3 separate regions of the Mus musculus genome follow, and regions 1 and 3 are each linked to region 2. The links are chromatin contacts, called in public HiChIP or PLAC-seq and promoter capture Hi-C maps. All regions are on one chromosome and are shown on one strand. Each heading gives the region's core, a stretch centred on a gene start, on an enhancer-like site or on the middle of the called end of the contact. The rest is flanking DNA. Distances are from core to core; before and after follow the strand shown. Region 1 holds the start of Grpel1 (GrpE-like 1, mitochondrial). Region 2 holds the start of Wfs1 (wolframin ER transmembrane glycoprotein). Region 3 holds the start of Stk32b (serine/threonine kinase 32B).

What was found. Promoter capture Hi-C pulls out the DNA fragments that hold promoters and counts their contacts. HiChIP or PLAC-seq counts read pairs in DNA pulled down with a chosen protein or histone mark.
Region 1: a promoter capture Hi-C map of liver shows a contact between it and region 2, with 3 times the contacts expected there. The contact joins the promoter of Grpel1 here to the promoter of Wfs1 in region 2. A contact is called at or near these places in 3 of 39 promoter capture datasets (hippocampal neurons, liver and pre-B cells), 1 of 484 Hi-C or Micro-C datasets (embryonic stem cells), 1 of 115 datasets of contacts at active chromatin or transcription factors (memory CD8 T cells) and 2 of 9 other capture datasets (adipose tissue and liver).
Region 3: an H3K4me3 HiChIP or PLAC-seq map of craniofacial prominence shows a contact between it and region 2, with 6 times the contacts expected there. The contact joins the promoter of Stk32b here to the promoter of Wfs1 in region 2. A contact is called at or near these places in 1 of 39 promoter capture datasets (frontonasal cranial neural crest) and 1 of 115 datasets of contacts at active chromatin or transcription factors (craniofacial prominence).

Annotation. Positions count from the first base shown.
Region 1 is chr5:36,462,678-36,466,557 of GRCm38.p6, reverse strand. It overlaps Grpel1 (GrpE-like 1, mitochondrial), which reads right to left and starts at 1,373. Exons shown (of 4, transcript NM_024478.2): 1 at 1,303-1,373. The coding sequence starts at 1,364. 2210406O10Rik (RIKEN cDNA 2210406O10 gene) reads left to right here and starts at 1,704. Exons shown (of 3, transcript NR_126488.1): 1 at 1,704-2,043.
Region 2 is chr5:36,986,449-36,990,423 of GRCm38.p6, reverse strand. Wfs1 (wolframin ER transmembrane glycoprotein) reads left to right here and starts at 1,442. Exons shown (of 8, transcript NM_011716.2): 1 at 1,442-1,558.
Region 3 is chr5:37,714,787-37,718,511 of GRCm38.p6, reverse strand. Stk32b (serine/threonine kinase 32B) reads left to right here and starts at 1,359. Exons shown (of 12, transcript NM_022416.2): 1 at 1,359-1,777. The coding sequence starts at 1,726.

The sequences.
Region 1 (3,880 bases), core at 124-2,623, 520 kb after region 2:
GGTATCTGACACTTTTCTGAACTCTGAAGGCACTTGGCATACACATGGACATACACATACAAGCAAAACATCCACACACGTAAGTTTAAAAAAGAAAGATCAGTAATTAATTCTGAGAAGCAAAATTATGCTAAGAATATAAAAACCTACAAAATGTGAAGGCTGCCTTCACTATGAATTATTTCCACCCCTAGGAGTGACCACCACAGCCTTTCAGCAGATCAGTTTTGCTGTATAGATCCTTTCAGGGCAGGAATTCCTAGGGCTATGTCTCGGAGGAAAGAGGGAAGCCAAGCTTATGGGATACTGTGGAGTTATGACTTCCTACTAGAGCATCTTTCTTCAAAACCACAATTTCAGAGATAGACATGAACCAAGCTGGGGGATGGGACAGGGCCGGATGGGATGGGAAATGGGGGTTCTTTCCTGTCAACTCTAAACAGAGCACCACAAATAGGAAGTGCTTCCCCCGGAATACTTCAGACTCCTCCCTGCTTTGCACAACATAGACCTGTTTTCATCTTTTAGTCACAAGTACGAGATCATCCGCCTGCTCACTCTCACCCGCTGAAAAGGCCAGCTCCCGTTCACTCCGTTTCCATAAGACTCAGGCAAAGTCTCTCTTTTTTTAATCAACCAAAAACTTGGTCCTAGCAGGGAACAAGCTAAAGATACTGAGCCTAACTTTGGAGATGCGACTCAAAAACCTGAAGCCACGGGTAAAAGTAAAGATGGCAAAAATGGGCATTGTCTAAATAAACTGCACACACACTGGCTTTCTTGCTCCTTGGACCTCACATTCCGCGGAGGGCAAAAGTGGGGGAAGGAATGTGAGTGGAAAAAGCCCACAAACCAGGCAGTACACATCCTGGACTGGATTAGGGATTAGCAACCCCAGCCCCTGGTCGGGCGGGCTTCTGCCTGGCTGCCTGACCTTGGGCAAGTCTCCCGCTTCTAAGCTTGACTTTTGCAATTCCAGGAGGGGTGGTGCCCCTATGCCCGAGAGAGTGCCGTGTGTCACCAGACAAACAAATGGCGGAGCCTTCCACCTGACGCATCACCCAGATCCCCGCATTTACGCCCCAGCGTCCCCACTTCTCGTCTCTTGAGCCCAGTTCGCGCAGTGCCGCACAGTAAACACCAGGACAGCCGCGCGTTGAGAACAGGCACAGGGACTCGATGGTGAGGATGTGACTTCAGGGTGCACGGGCACCGCCTGCGGGGACCAGTCCTGCCGCTAAACCCCCCACCAGAGCTCTCGGCCGTGAGTGAGGCCGACGCAGAGGAGTGAAGCTCTCTTACCTGAACGACAGTGCCAAAGCCGGGAGGCTGCGGCGCGCCAGCCTCACACACCGAGCCGCCATGACTGCCCCCGAGGTCGCGTCACTGCGCCCACACTGAGCATGCGCGGACGCCCCTTACACCGGTTTTCCCACCTACTGCTGCTTTTTAGCTAATCCGTGACCGCTGTTGTTCTGATGGACAGACCATTTCCACCAATAATTACGAGTCATGACGGAATTCTGTTTCCTCCTTCTCCGGTGGGCGGAGACTGAGGCTTCTGGGAGCCCCGGAAGGTGAGGAGGTGAAAGGTGAGGTGGGAGGAGTGGAGGAAAATGGAGCTTCTGTGGGCGTGGTCGCGCCAGGGGACAGCCAATGAAGAGGAAGAGCGTCAGGGCGGGCAGAAGGCGGCGAGCGCTAGGCGGGGACCCGGGAACTCGTGCCAAGTGACTGGTGCTCGCTTTAGGCTCCTGCTACCTTCTGCGGGCGGAACGTGGGTGTCCCGGGAAGGGACGGACCCCATCTCTACTATGCCGCAAGCGCGTTGTGTCAACAGGCTGGCTGTGGACGGCCCGATGAGCGTTACTTGATTTTGTACTTTCGGCCACCTCCAATTTTCTCAGAACGCAACATAAGAAAAAAAAAAACTAACAGCAGTGTGTGCAGGAGAGCTTCGAAAATATGGGTGCTGATGTTTGGTCACTGCTATGGGGGAGGTCGCAGAGCTGAGAGTTGTCGGAGGACGTTTTCTGTCCTGTCTAGGTATGTGCAGCTTCTTCCTTCCTCCCCCCGGCTCCCGCAAATCTCGAGACAGAACGCTTCGTCCGTGGACTACGGCTTGTGTGTGCTCTCGGCGGATCTCTTGAGTTCTAGGCCAGCCTGGTCTACAGAGTGAGTTCCAGGTCAGCCAGAGCTACACAGAGAAATTTTGTCTCGTAAAACAAACCAAACCAAACCAACCAAACAAACAAACAAAAAAGGGACCAAAATTCTATTATTTAATTTCGCTCTTTTAAAAATCATTTCCCCAGCACATGCTGCCTTTTGCCCGCCGTGGGCGTGGGGCAGAGCATGTCCACACAAAAAGCACAGCTCTCACCTCATAGGAAATAAGTTTATTCTGGAGTCATTTATGAGTGACTGGCCCAGAAACAGTTTTAGGACACCTGTGTTCCAACGTGAAAACAGTTTCAGGACGTTTGCATAGTAGCAGAACAAAGAAAGCCACAACTCAAGACATAAAATATATTAGTGAAAACATTAAGTAGGTGATTATAGCAAACGGGAATCTCAGCTGTAGTCCGCAGATGCTATTTGATAGCAAGCTTAGCCCTTTGGTGGAGATTAGAGTTTTGTTACTGTGTTACCAAGATTTTAATCGTCTTTTCCTGCTGTTAGGTCTGACACTGAGTGGGGCAGGGAATCTATTTAATGAACTAAAGATAGCCCAAGATAAATTGTAACTAGGCTCTGCACCTGCAAGGTTCAGCATCTCCAGTCATTGAGGCTTTAATCCGTCAATTGGCCTTTGCAGACAGTTTCTTTCCAGGAATCCTGGTTCACTGGTGTTTTGTAGGACAAGTGACCTGATTTGTTAATTCATTAGGGCTGGGGTCGAGTAAGAGGAGAAGGGATACTTAGAGCACCAATGAAATCAAGAGACATAATTGGATTGAGTCTATGGCACTTGGTTGTGATGGAACAAACCAACCGTGAAAAGGGCAGGGGACTGGAGTGGGACGGGTATCAGATGGTTATTCAGTGCGCTGGCCCTTTTGTTAGGGAACAATATGGGCCAATGGGCAGAGCTCTGGATGGGAATATTTATGGTACATTGTCATATTGGCTGGCAAGGGCTTTAAAAAATACTCTAGTTTTAAAAGGTGAGGTTTCTTGTAAGACTGTGGGAAAGTGATGACATTGTTGAAGCCGGCGATGAATACCATGGGGCTTATACAGTTTCCTTTGAAACTTTCTGAAATAAGACTTAGACCTCCTGTGGCTTTCCCTGGCAGTAACACCAGGTCACCAGATTTCTTCTGTCCTGAACATGGTTCCTCTTAAATCTTGGGTCTTCTCATTTGCTGAAAGGCGTCAAAGAAATGAGAATGCCCGTGACCAGCACATCTGTAAGCAGAGACAGATGAAGAGTTAGAGCTGCTGTGTGTGGAGGTATGGGTCTTCCCAGGGGTGAGGACCCTGGGGACTCTGAATCCCTTCTCAAGCTGGGGTTCTCCTGCCAGGAGGCATACGGGCCTGTGCTGCCACCTGGCGACCCACTCAGGAACTACTTGAGTGGGGGCCATCTCCTGAGGTTACCATCTTAGGCAGTTCTGTAGTCCCCGTGAGGTCCAGAACTTCACCACCCACCCGGGCAGCAGTCTACACAAGGAGATGGAGCTGCCTGGAGAAAACACTTAGGTTAGCTCTCTGAGTTCACATTTAGCAGTTGTCATGGACGGCCCAGCAGAGACAGGGATGCTGGAAGATCAAATGAACACGTGGGGTGGCCCCAGAGAGGATGAAGTGGTGTTTACAAAGAAAGCCAGTCCTCAGAAGGTCCTGAAGATGGCCCCACAGCTTGACTGTGGGCGTGATA
Region 2 (3,975 bases), core at 193-2,692:
TTAATTACTGTCATCTAATTAGTTACAAAGAGTGGCGCCTTATGTTTTCTACTCTTCTGGTGCCACCCACCTTTCTCTCTGTTTTCCTGCACACGTTGATGCAGGACAAGGCCCTTGCCATGTGCTGCCTGGTCCTGGCTTCTCCCACCCCCCAGAACAATGAACCAAATAAACTTCTTTCCTTTGCAAATTACCTAGTCCCAGATATTCTGTCATAGCAACAGAAAATGCATTAAGACAATTAGTTACCATGGAAATGTGAATTGCTATGGCAGAGGCCACGTTTCCTTTTCCATATTGGGAGAAGTTTTTTTTTTTTTTTTTTTAATGTAACCCCTCCAGCAGCTCTAGCAACTTGTTTTGGTAAGGCAAGGCTATAGTTCTGAAAAAGCCACTGCCATCTGGTGCTCCTGCTTCTTGAACTTGCCCCACCTCGCCCCGAAACAGCCACCCCACACTTAGGGGGTGAACCTGAAAATCTCTGCTTCTGAAAGGGCCCCAGATGGAGGCAGGACAGAGTCACTCTGCTGGGATAAGCTTCCTTCCTCTGTGAGCCTAGCTGGGGTACTTGAGATTAGACCCTGAGCAGGTGCAGAATCAAAGTATTTGGTTGTAGTGGTTCAGTGAGCAACCTCCTCCTGATAAGATGGTGATGCTGTCTCTGTCAGCCTGACCTGTTGGTGCAGATCACCGGGGCAGGTGCAGTGAGATGTGCGGTTCAGGAAAGGAAGGAGCACGGAAACAAGACTGTAGTTTTGATCTCCAAACCACACCTCTCAGACACTCCTGAGGAAAAAAAAAAAAAAAAAAAAAAAAAAAAAGGAGGGGGGAGGGGCTTCCAACTGCCTGAGCCTGGCATTATCGTCTGGCTAATCTTTAAAGAGTGCTGAACTGCTTTTGGGTTTGGGTTTTGATCATTTAAGGCAGTACTTGGTAGCACGTGCACACACACTTTTTGTACTCGCTGCTACACTGGGGAGTCCTCTGTGTATCTCAATGCGTCGGAATTAGGGCGCCTGGCACGAAGTGCGCGACCTTAGTCAGTATTGTAATAGCCGGTCTGAAGTCTGAAGATGGGGCCTCACGATGCAGAGGCGGGCCAAAGGTGGCGCGAGACTTGTTCCTGGGTCCAACCACCTGTTAAGCAGCAGGCTTACAAGCTTGGGTCAGGAAAGAGATGTCCTGGAGGCGGGGCGGCGAGGGGGCAGGGCCGGGGCCGAGTCCACTCGGAAACTTAAGCTGTGGGCCGGCCAGACCCGCCCTCTCGCCGCCATCTGTCCTCCTGGCGACCCAAGAGAGCAAGTCGCTGCAAGGCGAGGCGCTCCGTGATTCGCGACAGCACATAGTGATTGGCAGGCTTGCCGGCGACTTAACGAGCCGAGTCTCCCTGGGTCGCAGCAGGAATGGAGGGTGGCAGAGGCCCCGCCCAGGCCCCGCCCCCTTTCCCGGGGCCGCGCTGAATGTAGGGCCGCGCGCTCCGCCTGCTCAGCTGGCCGCTGCAATCTCCGCGGTTTCGGAGCAACTTCGCGGCGGGCTGGGAGGCCCAGCACTGCGGCCGGTAAGTTCTTCAGGGTCGTTGTGCCATGGCCTTGGCCTTGGCGTTGGGCGCGCAGTGTCAGGGAGGGTTTCGGAGCGCTGGGTGGCGCTGCTCTCCCGGCCTCAGTTTCCCCTGATGGGTGGCAGAGCCCCAAGTCCACTCCAAGTTGCTAGAAGTTGGAGGCCAGGACTCTCGCTGCTCCACGGAGCCCGAGGCGTCTACTGCCCCAACTGGGCCAGTTGTGCCCAAGCCGTGCGCCTCTCACTCAGCCCTGGAGTCCCGGCACTCCCGCAAATCTCCCTGCATGACCGCGCTGCGGATGGGGACAGCGTGTCGGAGAGGCTGCCCACGCTCCAGAGCTGCCCCATCAAGACCTACATCCCTGGACTCCCTACCCAGGACCATGAAGGACCTGATTCCTGGGGCGCGTGGGGGCTCAGCCCACCCAGGAGCCGTGTGTCTGTTTCTTTCTCTTTCCTGGTCCTCAGAAAAGGAGGTAGGAACCCTTGGGACCCGCCCATAGTTACCCACCCTATTAGGTACCTGCTGGCCATTGTGTGACCCCAGCTCTGGTATGCACCGCACCTAGAGGAACTTAGGTTCTGGTCAGATGAACTGGAAGCCTTCTGGAAAATCTGATCCTGCACTTTTGGGTGTGATGGAGCTGCGTCCTTTCAACGTATTTTGTTAGTTATCTTTATATGAGAGTCCAATAAAACAGCGTTTTAGTTTCTTGGAACTATCTCCCTGACACTGTCACCCTCCACCGTGTACTCGGGCCCCTAGTCCTAGGGGTAGGACTTACAGTTTCCATTGGACACAGAGGCTCAGTAGATTTGGGGCCTGGACAGGACCACACACCTAATGGACAGAGCTAATGAACCTCTACCCCCTCCTCCCACCTCCAATTCCCTCCCCCTCCCCCAGGCAAGCAGGTGCAGCCCTTCCTCTGTCACCTTGGACAAAGACCCCAGGTGGTTGGCTGGGACTTTCCTCTCTAGAATCCAACCCTCACTCGGACCCATGTCCTAGGCTCTTGAAGGCCATGGCGATCACAGGGGCTACCTCCCCAGTTCCCTCACCTGTTGACCTATGTCTCTCTGGTGCTGATGCCATTCGCAGGTACTTTTTCATCTAACTAGGAATCTAGAGAGAGTTTATGTTCCAATTTCTTCCTGAATGTTCCTTGGACCTCCTCAGATACAGGCAGGATTGGGTAGAGATGCCCCTCGCCTTCTTTCCCAGGTACAAGCGTGTAGAACACCCCAGTGCCAGCCTCCCTTATGCCTTCAGAAGGTTTGGGGTTGGTCGCATAGGAGACCTAGTTCAATCTTGGCCCCGAAACACTACACAGATGCCAGACGTGTCCTTGTCCCTGGTGGTGATGCAGTGGCAATGGATAGGAGCGCTGTTCTCTCCAAGGTACCCTTTCTCCCACCTTTCTTACGTTAGAAAGGAGGTTAAAGCCCCCAGCCACATGCCAAGCCACTTCTGAGTCCCCACTTCTTAGTTCTTACTGAGTCCAGTTCCAATCTTTCTGGCGTCCTGTCTGCCCCAGCGCTTGCCCTGTTGTAGGCCTCTCATTCTGCCTGGATGGCTCCCATGCTCCTCTCTGGTCTTCTGTAGCTCCAGCCACCCTCAACGGTTCTTACATTCCTCTGACCTATGGGTCAGACTCATCTCCTAGCCTGGTATTTCTTCTGGCTACAGGGGACTGATGTCTGCCTAACTATCTACCCCTTCCTCCAGGGTATGGGCGCATCTAATGTTGAAAAAAAAAAATCTTCCTTCCTCTTCTGATTGTCCTGAAGGCTCGGCCAGACCTCTGCAAAGTCCATAACCTGGGAAAACCATTAAATGAGAAGCATGCCTCTGCCCAGTCCATTCCCATGGCTTTTCCATCTTGGACTGTCTAACCAGATATCACCTTCCCACCAAGTCAGATGCTCAAACATTAGCCCTGGAGCATCTTCTGCTGGACAGGGAGGCTCAGTGCCCCACACTGGGGGCTCATAGGCCCACACAGCCAGGACAGAGCAGGTGCCAGACATGATATGCTTGGCTGTCCACCATTGCAGCCCATGCCCCTCCCTGTTCACTCCCCCTCTGTTCCCACGATCTTGTCACATTGGGAGAGCTGGACTGTTCCTTGGTTTGGACTTAATACTCTGGGCAAAAATAGGCACCTGGGAGCCACCAAGGGCTTTGTGACCTTGTCTTGAGGGTCAGTTCTATGCCAGAGGGCTGGGTCAGGCCAGGCCAGAGTGGACCTCACAGGCCAGGGACTTGGTCACTGGTGGATTTTAAAATAATGCTTCATTTCCATTCCCTAAGTGTTCCACATTCAAATAGAAAATTAAGGACATGTATGTTTTTAAAAGCTAAAATAAAACCAGCTAAGTTTCTTACCCAGAGATAGCAAGTATTGTCATTGGAGG
Region 3 (3,725 bases), core at 110-2,609, 730 kb before region 2:
TAGGAGGCAGAAGATGCCCACACAGCAACTCATGATCCAAGGCAACAGCACACACTCATGCCATGCTCACTGTGTTCCAGAGATCACTATCAAGCCCCTTATTCCCCAACATGAGCCCTGAGAAGGTAGATGTGCCATTAGTCCCATTGCTCAAATGGAGGGACTGAGGCCAGAAGAGATTGTACGATTTATTCATACAATAATACCCCTAGAATGGGGTAAAGACTTGGCACTGTCTGAATTTCTCCCACTGACTCTTGAGGTGTTTCCTGTGTTCTGCATTTGGCCATGCTGGATCTGGTGTAGCTTGGCCACACCACTGAAGCTCTTTGGTGCAAGGAGGAACACGTGTGCTTGTCTTTATTAACCTCCCATCAGGCGCTCTTGCTTCTTTTATACATATTACAGCAACCTGGGTATCATCCCATACCACAGAGGAGAACCCCAGGACTGGCACACAAACATCAGGTGTGTGTAGTCTTCTAGATGAGACCAATTGGATGAGAAGCAGTTAAGTCAGTCAGGTGAGGGTGGAGCCGACTCCTTTTTCTCCCCCTTCCTCCCCGTGGAGTCTAAAAGTTGTGTTGGTCAAAAAGGACACGGTGGGGTAGAGGACAGAAGGAAGGGAATAGGTTTGGAAGACCCAAAAAAGAGCCTTAGCTTTCTCACAGTGGCTCCCAGTGCCCAGCAGGTGGCAGGATGTGGCCAGAGATAACCCGACCCTGGGAAGTCTGGGCCAGCAGCCGGTGCTGCCAGGTAATGTCTGCCTCCTGGGGAGTTTGTGCCGCCCACTCTGGCCCCAGCAAGCCTAGGGTCCTTAGGCATCCTGGTCTCTGGAAAGACAATCCCCGTCCCTCCGCCAGCTCCCTCAAGCTCGCCCCAGCTGCTGCAGAAGCCCAGACCCAGATGTGAACCCTGCCCCAATCCGGAGGACCCAGACAGGCAATTTCCAAAAAACGTACTTTTTTTTTTTTTTTTTTTTTTTTTTTTTTTTTTTTTTTAAACATAAACGGCAGCCTCATAGGCCTCAGTTTCTTAATGTACAACGAGAGAGGTTACATATTAGACATCGATTGTCTGGGCCCTCCTTTCACTCATTTAAACATCCCGGAAAACAAAGAAGCCTGTGGCGGAGCCAGTGGGTGAGCGCAGTTCTGAGTCTATACGAACTGTCAAACGCTGCGGGTGGGGAGTCCCGGGAACCCAGCAGCTCCAGGGAGGCCCCTTCCCTCGGAGTCCCCGCCTACCCGACTGTGAAGTGGGGGGCGGTGGCTTCTAACTCTTGGCTGAGATCCGGGTCCACGCCCCCTCCTCCTGCTGCACGCCCTCCCACCCTCCTTTCTCGCCTCTTCCTCCTCCTTTTTCCTCACCACCGTTGTGAGCAGAGCTGCACGGTGGTCTGGGCTCAGGGAGTCCCCGGGTTTCCATCCGTGTATTGTGCGTCATGGAGAGAATCGGGTGAGGGCTCAGGGGGTGCGGTGATCGCAGCGGGGTGACACCCTGGAGGAGGGGTGACCACACGGTCCCCATCCCTGCCCTGCAATCGGCCCCCTCCACACACGCTACAACCCTGGCTGGCTGCTCTCACCCAGGCTGCATCCCAGGGCTCTCATCCTGCACACTGCATCCCAAGAGCATCCTGGATCCCGTATCGCTGTGAGAATCCTGCATCTGACATCCCGAAAGGAGAGGCCGGGCATGTAGTAGCGGCAGTAGCGGCGGAATATGGGCGGGAACCACTCCCACAAGCCCCCAGTGTTTGATGAGAACGAAGAAGGTAAGAGCCTCCCTAACAGGAGCCGCCACTCCCCACATCCCCTGGGCGTCCCTTCCTTTTGCTATCCTTCACTGAGCGCCTGCTGAGTGTAGCGCAAGGGTCTCAGCACAGCCTTGTCAACCTCGCACTGGCTGTGCACCGGCCCAGTGCTAGGCATAGAGCTTCTACTTGGCCACTTCTTAGGCTCTAGTGCTTTTTGGAAGCCCAGATCATGCTGAACCTAGAGTTGGGACAGAAGACTGGGAGAGGAAAAGGGGACTCAAGGTATCACTTGGGGGAGGGGGCGTCACAGGGAAGATCTTGCTTCACAGTAGAGTAGGGGGCGTTGCTCCTGCTCAGCATTCTGGGACTCCAAGGTGGCCTTTAGAACTTGAGGATAACACAGAAGTGGCCTACTGGGTGAAAGTGCACAACGCACAACGTGTGTGTGTGTGGGAGGGGGGGAGAGGGAGAGAGAGAGAGAGAGAGAGAGAGAGAGAGAGAGAGAGAGAGAGAGAGAGACCCCACCTATTTGGTATCAGGACCGCATATTTGGTATCAGGACGGCATAAGGAAACTTTTTGTAGCTGAAGTCAGTGGCTCTGAGGAAGGAGCCCTGCTTGGGGCTAGCTTCTTGGTAGGGAGTATTGTAGGCTATCAACCTTGTATAGATGCCTGGTCTGGAGAGTCCTTGTAGCTAATGGTGGCAGGATTTGGTAAATGGGTATTTGGCTGAGCAAAAGTGTAAGAAGTTTTCTTAGCATTTACTTTCAATATCATGTGTCCTGGGACTCAACCCCTCTGAATCCTCATTTCATCCGTATCTGTGAAGGTTCCTAATCAGGTCGTTGGAAGTTCAATCATTACTCACATGTGGAAAGTGTCTTACAGACACCTGCGTTGGTTAATAACCTACTGTGTGATAACATACACTGGCTTCTCTCTGCCTATCTATCTCCACCGTGCCCCAAATGCTAGGCATCCTGAGCTTTCTTTTATGTCAGCTGCTGTGCTGGGCTTACTCAGTCCTCACAGATCCCAGTGGAACAGGTACTTTTCTTGTGGCTGTTTTGTAGGGGTGGGAGAGAAATCGAGAGAGACAGAGAGAGACAGAGAGACATACACAGAGAGACACACACAGAGAGAGAGAGACACACACACATACACATACACACACACACACACACAGAGAGAGAGAGAGAGAGAGAGAGAGAGAGAGGGGAACACCCCAATCATAGACTAAAACCTGAAAGCTGAGGTCATCCTCTGTACAGGGTACATAAGGTTTCTAGAACCTTCAAGGCTGGCCCTCTCAAAACGGTGAGACCCCACTTAGGTGCAGACACCTGCTGATCCAGCCAGGTAGTCCTTCCTTGCAGGAGGCCATGTCTGGTGGGTCTGAATGAACATCCTTGGTGATAGGCAGGGAGGGCTCAGTATGGCTACAGGTTGTTTGGTAGCCCCGATCTTCTTGGTCTTCAGACTGGAGTGGGCTAGTAGAAGCCAGAGACAGTAGAGGCTCTGTATGTGCCAGAGGGAGTTAGGACTTCCATGTAGCTTTGCCCCCGTTTAGAAGTCCATGGGTATAGCCCGAGTCAAGGTCACACTGATAGTTTTCTTAACATCTCTATCTTTTAAAAACAGGTTGAGTTTTACATGTATACATCAGGTTTTCATCGACAGTTATTTCGTCTAGCACAATCCTGATATTAGTTCTCTTCCTTGAAACACACCTCTACATATAACACTAGCATTTATTAACAATTAGCACTCTGAAATCATACCTAGTTTTTTCCCTGCCCCAGAGAAATTTAAACTCACCTTAATCAAATACCCCAAAGTATTGTATATTATATATTTGTGTGGTAGATCATAGATTTCTAAAGAAAATAAGTCTCTAAATTAAATAAAAGAGTTTCTCATTGGGTGTAAAGACAACAATGGGATACCTTTAGCCTGTAACTATATT